2 separate regions of the Mus musculus genome follow, and region 2 is linked to region 1. The links are chromatin contacts, called in public promoter capture Hi-C maps. All regions are on one chromosome and are shown on one strand. Each heading gives the region's core, a stretch centred on a gene start, on an enhancer-like site or on the middle of the called end of the contact. The rest is flanking DNA. Distances are from core to core; before and after follow the strand shown. Region 1 holds the start of Slc7a6 (solute carrier family 7 (cationic amino acid transporter, y+ system), member 6). Region 2 overlaps Sntb2 (syntrophin, basic 2).

Region 1 (3,727 bases), core at 513-3,012:
GACAGCCAGAGCTATACAGAGAAACCCTGTCTAGAAAAACCAAAAGAAAAAAAAAAAAGAATTAGTATTTCTCACCAGCTTCTCTTTCCTGTATACTCTCTGACATTTTGGCTAAGTGTTCTCTTGGTTCTTCTCATGGCCTCTTGGTCCTTGCCACCTCTCTTCATTCATTTGCTTGCTCTCTCTCTCTCTCTCTCTCTCTCTCTCTCTCTCTCTCTCTCTCTCTTTTCCTGCTTTCCCCCACCCTGTCACCTCTCATGGCCTGGTCTATCCTGTTGGCTATGTTCAGGCTGGATTCTTCCAAATGCCTCTGGCTGTGCTCTCCCTAATAGCTACAATAAAAACCTTCTCTTCGCCGGGCAGTGGTGGTGCAATGCCTTTAATTCTAGCACTTGGGAGGCAGAGGCAGGTGGATTTCTGAGTCTGAGGCCAGCCTGGTCTACAGAGTGAGTTCCAGGACAGCCAGGGCTATACAGAGAAACCCTGTCTCAAAAAACAAAAAACAAAAAACCTTCTCTTCAACCATACCTAGGAGTGATCATGTCCCTGTTTTTTTCATTCATCAGGAAGGAGGAAGGAGAGCACTTTAGGAGAGGTTTAGTTAATTATTTGGTTTTTCCAAAGTTTAAGTGTAACAGAACCCTGGCTGTCCTGGACTCGATTTGTAGACCAGGATGGCCTCGAATTCACATAGAGTGACTTCCCACTGCCTCCTGAATGCTGAGATTAAAGGTATGGGCACTATTGCCCGGCACACTACTTATCTCTCAATAAGGTTTAAATCTTAAGCGAGAAATGCAGAAAGAATGGGGTCCCTTGCAAACAAACTCCCAAGTCTGTTTCTTTCAAGGTATCTGACAAGTTGTAAATATTTAGCCAGGAGATATGTTCCTCCTTTAGATGTTTCGTCCACTTGATCTCCTAGCAGGCTATTCCTGGAGGAAATACTGATTTCTTGGGTTTTTTGTTCTTGTTTTTTGTTTTTTTTTTTTTTTTTTTGTTTTGTTTTGTTTTTAAAGTCTGATAGCCTACGAGAAAAGCACAACTGTCTCGTTAGACTATATTTATCCCTGCCAGACTGGTCAGTTGTTAGAAGGTCCGGTGGAATATAAAAGGCAGGAAGTCTTAGAATGAACGCCAGCGCCACTAGAGGAAAAAGATAACCTAAAAGGAGATAGAGGAGCAACCAACGGGAGAAGAAAAGGTCAGGATGTCCCAGCATCCCCAAGAGGGGTGTCAGCAGGGTCGGGGGAGACCAGGACAAAGCGAAGAGAGCCAGAAGTGGCAGCCTTCCTGGGTCTAATGGAGTCTGAACTGAGTGTCAGAGCACCGGTCCCGGGAGTGTATTTCTTCCTGGGTTCCCGGGCTGAAGGGAGGCAGTTATCTAGATAGGGAGGCGGTCCAGAGCTCTTTGTGTCAACTGTCTGGGGTCCCACTGGGCGTGCAGTCCCCAAAGGCCAAGGAGGAGAAGGTGTGTGTGGGCCCGTTAGAGCTCCAAGCAGCAGCATCCTCACGTGGAGCCCCAGAGGCTTCAAGTGACTGCGTGGGGAGCCGGGGAGTGTCCATCCCAGGTGAGGGTGACCGCACCCCAGTCACAGCCCGCGGGGAGAGTCCGGGCGCGGCCTGCTGGAGGCTGCTCCGTAACGGTACGCGGATCGCCCAGGGCCCCGGCGTGCTCCAGTGCCCGGAAGCAACGCCGCCTGGGGCCCCCGCTCCGAGCCGGGTCCCCTGGCGGCGCGCGCTGTCGCGATCCGGTGCGAGTGACGTGGCGTGGGCGGGGCTTGAGCGGCCGCCGGGGCGACGGCGCGACCGAGCATCCTGGAAGCTCCGGGCCACGAGGAGGTAGCTGGCGAGGCCGAGGAGGTGAGGGGCTGGCTCCGGTTCGGCTCGGGGTCGTTCTGGTGTGCGGCCGAACACTCTTGCGTGGCCTCCGTGGCCGCGTGCTGGATGCGGGGCCGGAAACCGCGTGGGGCGGAGGGCGCGGGAGAGACGCGGCGGCTGAGAAGAGGACGCCGGGAGCGTGGATCCCTGGAGTGGACCGCCGTGTGAGGAAGACGCAGGCGCGCGCGCGGGCGCGTGTGTGGGGAGAGAGACCCCGAGGGTGGCTTTGTGAGTGTGCAAGATCCCGAGTGTAAGGGGGACTGTTTGTGAAAAACTGTGAGATGGTGAGTGTAAGGGGCCGTGTGTGTGTGTGTGTGTGTGTGTGTGTGTGTTTGTTTGTGTGTGTGTGTAGACGGAAAAACCCAGAGTGCGAGGAGGAAAACCGTGGGCGTGAGGGTGGCTCTGGAGTGTGTGCGACCCTGAGAGAGACGGAGACGGTGAAGGAGGTTTGAGTGTGAGAGAAGCGGGCGTGAAGGCTGAAGGACTGAGCCCTTCGCAGTCCGTGACCGTGCGAGCCTGGGTGAACCTCCCTGGAGCACTGAGAGGTGGCGGAGGAGGAGGAGGAGGAGGAGGAGGAAGAAGCCGTTGTGTGTGAGGAGGGCAGAGACAGCAGGGCGGGTGTGTGAATGCAGGAATGCAGCTTCTTGGGGGCTGTTGAAACCTCTGACTCCGGTTGGGACTTTTAGAGTGCTGAGGTATTGGCGTTTGGGAACACGGTGCTCTTACTCTTTTGAGTGTCTCCTGTATTTTGTCGTCTCATTGGACCATCTCATGTCACAATTATCAGGAAATATTTGGGAAATGTTCGGAAAATTTCTGTTACTCTGCACACCAAGCCAAAAGGCTGGTCACCGCGTTGTGTAATGGGTCAGTATAAATAGAAAACACCTAATTTAACAAGTCTTGGGGAACCAATCGAGATCACTGGGTTATGTGTTGGAGAGAATGCAATCTCCGCTGTTATTGGGGGGCGGGGAGAACGACCCCTCTCAGTTTTGGGCAGCTCATCTAACAGGCTATATATGCTCAGCTGTTTGGCTCCTTATATCTGAGAGCCAATCGATCTCGGATTTAAAGACTTAGGGGGAGCAGATTTTAAAGTCTGCAACTGCTTCCTGGGGTCATTTTTACTTCTTTACCTGGTGAGGTCCTTGAGGAATCTACCCAGGCTTCCTATTTTGTTCAAGTTCCATTGTGATTTCATACAGATAGCTTTTGCTTCCCGACATGGGTCTTAGGCTGTTTACTTGAGTTATATTTGATTTTTCTTTCCTGGCAAATGTGTGGAAAAATCACCACCCTGGTGGAGAGAGAAGGCAGTACTTGCCATGCAAGTGGGTTTCATTTCTAGCACCTCGAACCAAAGAGAAAAAGAGAGACAAAGATGGAAACCATAAGCCTGATCCCCTCTCCATACCCTTCCCCACTGGAGACAGGGCTTCTGTGTTTAGCCCTGGCTGGACTCTTCTCTGTAGACAAGGATGGCCTTGAACTCAGAGATCAGCCTGTCCCTGCCCCCCCCCCCTTTTTTTTAAACCAAAAGCATGTTTCATTTATGTGGCTGGTCTGCTAAGTTTCTTGGTAGAGGAAATTCTAGAGTGTGGAGATGTTCTATAAAAGTTGTGTAAATGATGCTCTTAGAATCAGGGTTTCTCTGTGTAGCCCTGGCTGTCCTGGAACTCACCATGCTGACCTTGAACTCAGAGATCTTCCTGCCTCTGCCTCCTTACAAGAGGAAATAGTATCCTAATGCTTTCTATAAGTTAATATTTTTTTGATAAGTAGCTAAGAATTTATTCTTTGTTGTAGAGATTGAATGGCCAAAACAGAGAAGTAATTCCTTGAA
Region 2 (3,727 bases), core at 562-3,061, 800 kb after region 1:
AGTTAAGTTACATAAAAAAAGAGAACATGATCTCATCTTTGTCTTTTCTTCTCTTCCTGAACTTGGTTATTCTGCCAAATTAGTCAGAAAATCCCTAATGACAGTAAAACCCTGGCAGTTACAAATAGCAGTCCTTTTGTGCAATTGAAAATGTTGCAAGGTGATTGCAGATATGGAAACTTGGATGACTTCTTCTTCCCAGTGTGGCTCTCACTGCAGTTCAGGATGGAGCTTGCTGACCCCGTGAAGGCCGCTATTGTGCTGGGTTAAACTGTATTTCCGCCTATAGTGTATCACTCAGTGTGCTGATCTAAAACAAACCATCCGGTTTATCCAGCTAGTCCAAGAGACATCCACTTAGCAGCAAAGAAAAAGGTGGATTTCCTTGCACTTAAATGGCTAGAACTTTTTTGTTTAATGGAGAACATTTTGCTTAGTCTTTTCGTAAGTATTTTCCATGGTTTCTTTTCGTTTTGCTAAGACATTCAATAATGTGTAACATTTTTATCTTTGTATTTCTTACAGAGATAAAATGTTTTTCATCCCAATTTCTACTTTATCTGTTGGCCTGGAATCTTTGGGGGTTGGGAGAGAGTGTAGCTTTTTTCTGTTTATTTTTTTGAAGTTTGTGTGAGTCAGGGCCTCATAGAGCCTTAAACTGATCATCCTCTGGCCTCTACTTCCTGAGTCCTGGGATGACAGGCATGGACTTCACAGGTGTGCCATTGGGCAAGTAGAGTAGGTGACAAAACAAAGCTGTGACGTGACAAGTGCCAGGCTAGGATGGTGATGCACGAATTCTGGGGGACCCTGAACAAGGAAGCCTGCAGAAACTGGTCGTTGTGAAAAATCAGGAAGTCAAAAAGCTTGCTGTCTGGATTCCTGTCTACACGTATCAGTTTTACATAACAATAATAATCTCACTCTATAGATATTTGTGTTCAGTGCCTGCTATCTTCTAGAACCATTTATATGTATTAGTATATGTATTGAGTGAGCTCTCTTGGTTACTTAGTTGATATTAGGGTTAATATTACATTTTTATGTGCTCTCTGTGGGTTATAAAAAGAAGAAAAAGAATGATTCATTGAAATGACTCAGCAGGAAGGTGTGTTCTGCCAAGTGAGGTCAGTTCCCACATCCCATATGGTAGGAAGACTGAACCAACTCACATGACCTTCCACATGAGCGGTGACATTCGCACACCCAGTCACATACAAACATATACAACACAAATCTATAATAAATTAACAAGAAGATTATATAGGGCTAGAAACATGGCTTAGTGTTTAAAGCACTGACTGCTCTTACAGAGGACCTGGGTTCTATTCCTAGCACCCACATTGTGGCTCACAAATATCTGTAACTTCAGTTCCAGGGGATCCAGTACCTGTTGGCACTGAATGAAGGCAATGGTACACAGACAAACATATACATATGTATGTAGTATGTATGTATGTATGTATGTGTATACATATATATGTGTATACACACATACACACACACACACACACCCTCATACCTATAGAATAAATAAAAAAATTAAAAACAAGAGGATGTGAAGGAGGCTGTGGTGGTGCACGCCTTTAGTCCCAGCACTCGGGAGGCAGAGGCAGGCAGATTTCTGAGTTCGAGGCCAGCCTGGTCTACAGAGTGAGTTCCAGGACAGCCAGGACTACACAGAGAAACCCTGTCTCGAAAAAACCAAAAAAAAAAAAAAAAAAAAAAAAAAGAGGATGTGGAGGTGGGAGGGGACACCTGAAAGCCACTTCCTGAGTTGAGGTGAGAAGAGTGGAATTAGAGGCTGTGTACATAGCTCAGTTGGTAGGGTGCTTGCCTAGCAAGCATGAAGGCCCAAGTTTGATTCAAGCACTGTATGAACCTGGTGGGGTGGGTTGTGCCTGAAGTCCCAGCACTAGAGGTAAAGGCAGGAAGATCAGGAATCCAAAATCATCCCCTGATACATAGCAGGTTCAAACCCTGTTTTGGCTTAAAAGATTGTCTAAAAAAAAAAAAAATATATGGGGAGGGTGTGTCTTCCCAAGTTACAAAGTTTTTGTAACTAGTTCACATTTTAATCTAAATTCAATCTTAGATTTTGGGCTTGAAGGTATAGTTTAATGGTAGATCAATTGTGTAGTGTATGAAAGGTCCTATATTGATTACCCCCCTAGGGTTGTAAACGGAATATTAGATTCTATTCACTATACTCTAGTCCAGTGACTCTTAACCTTCCTGAAGCTGTAACCCGTTAATACAGCTCCTCGTGTTGTGGTGACCCCACCCATAAAATTATTTTTGTTGCTACTTCATAACTTTAATTTTGTTACTGTTGTGAATTGTAAATACCTATGTTTTCTAATGGTCTAGGCAACCCTGTAAAAAGGTATTTTAACCCCTGCTAGGTTACAACCCACAGTTTGAGAACCACTGTTATAGTCCTTTGGAAATTGATTCTGTTATGCCAGGTCTGGTAATTCACACCTGTAGTCTCTGCACTTAGACGTTTACTTTTTTTTTTTTTTTATTATACATAAATTCACTGTAGCTGACTTCAGACACACCAGAAGAGGGCGTCAGATCTCATTATGGATGGTTGTGAGCCACCATGTGGTTGCTGGGATTTAAACTCAGGACCTTTGGGAGAAGAGCAGTCAGTGCTCTTATCTGCTGAGCCATTTCACCAGGCCCCTGAAAGAGTTTTTTATTCATGGGAACTAAATGAGATAATATGTGAGAGATATATAGCAGAGTTCAGTGTAAATGTAGATGAGAACAATTGATAGCACATAGGTGCTGGAGAGATGAAGAAATTTAAAAGATTTTTTTCTAGTCTTTTACACGATCAAAATTTTCATTAGGTGTAAACTCTGCCCCCCCCCCCCCCCAAAGGTAAAGGAAACAGAAACAGCACATTTTTTTGTGTGAAGCAGTGCTTTGTTGTAGAGAAAGAAGCAGGGGAGCTACTCAACTGCAGAAGTCCCCAGGAGGCCATCGGAAGTGAGTACACAGGGAGGCGGGGTGGGGCCTGCTGTGATCCCAGCACTTAAAAAGGCAGAGGCAGGAAGATCTGCCTGGCTGAGGGCAACAGCAGACCTGTGGCCTCTTGTGCCGTTTCCCACCGTCAAGCCCCTGAGTGACATGACCAGAGAGAGGAGTGTGGGTAATGAGTGACTGGATCAGTGTCGAAGGGAACAGTTTCCGCATCTTTACTTATGGAAGGGTCTTAAACAAGCTCACTGTGTAGCGGTTTGCACAGCCAGATTTAATTACTACTGCCTGTCTCCTCACAAGAACACCTAAAAATGCAAGCCCAGGGTGTTTAAAATAAACTTGCATATTCTGTTACAGTTTAAGAAAACTATTGCAAAGAAATTTAAGAAGTATTTACTTTATGAATAACCCACAGCTACTTGACCATATAAAATTAGTAGCTGAAAAGGGGGAAATTATTCAGACCAAAGCCCCAACTTCTTCAGATAGTTGGGGTTTCAGTGTTTGTGATTGTAAAGGTGTGAAAGCTGATTCTTCCCTGTTAACATAATAGATGCCTGTGCAGAACCCAACTGAGGACAGGAAAAAAATGTTTTTGGACAGTTTGCAAAAACTCCTTTAAAAAAAAAGTTCATGTTTTATTTTGAGACGGGATCTCACTATGTAGCTCTGGTTGGCCTGGAACTCACTATGTAGACAGCTCTGCCACCCCAGGGGTGCAGGGAGTAAAGGT

What was found. Promoter capture Hi-C pulls out the DNA fragments that hold promoters and counts their contacts.
Region 2: a contact with region 1 is called in a promoter capture Hi-C map of liver, with 3 times the contacts expected there. The contact joins the enhancer-like site here to the promoter of Slc7a6 in region 1. A contact is called at or near these places in 3 of 39 promoter capture datasets (hippocampal neurons and liver) and 2 of 115 datasets of contacts at active chromatin or transcription factors (bone marrow-derived macrophages and extraembryonic endoderm stem cells).

Annotation. Positions count from the first base shown.
Region 1 is chr8:106,167,092-106,170,818 of GRCm38.p6, forward strand. It overlaps Slc7a6 (solute carrier family 7 (cationic amino acid transporter, y+ system), member 6), which reads left to right and starts at 1,763. Exons shown (of 10, transcript NM_178798.4): 1 at 1,763-1,863.
Region 2 is chr8:106,971,935-106,975,661 of GRCm38.p6, forward strand. All of the region lies in intron 1 of Sntb2 (syntrophin, basic 2), which reads left to right. Among named protein-coding and RNA genes, the nearest start is that of Gm22085, 36 kb to the right of the region's middle. Within about 2 kb of position 1,812, at least 130 of the 459 cell types and tissues checked have an H3K27ac peak or open chromatin away from gene starts, as enhancers often do. A contact at or near this core is called in bone marrow-derived macrophages and liver, where this site is marked.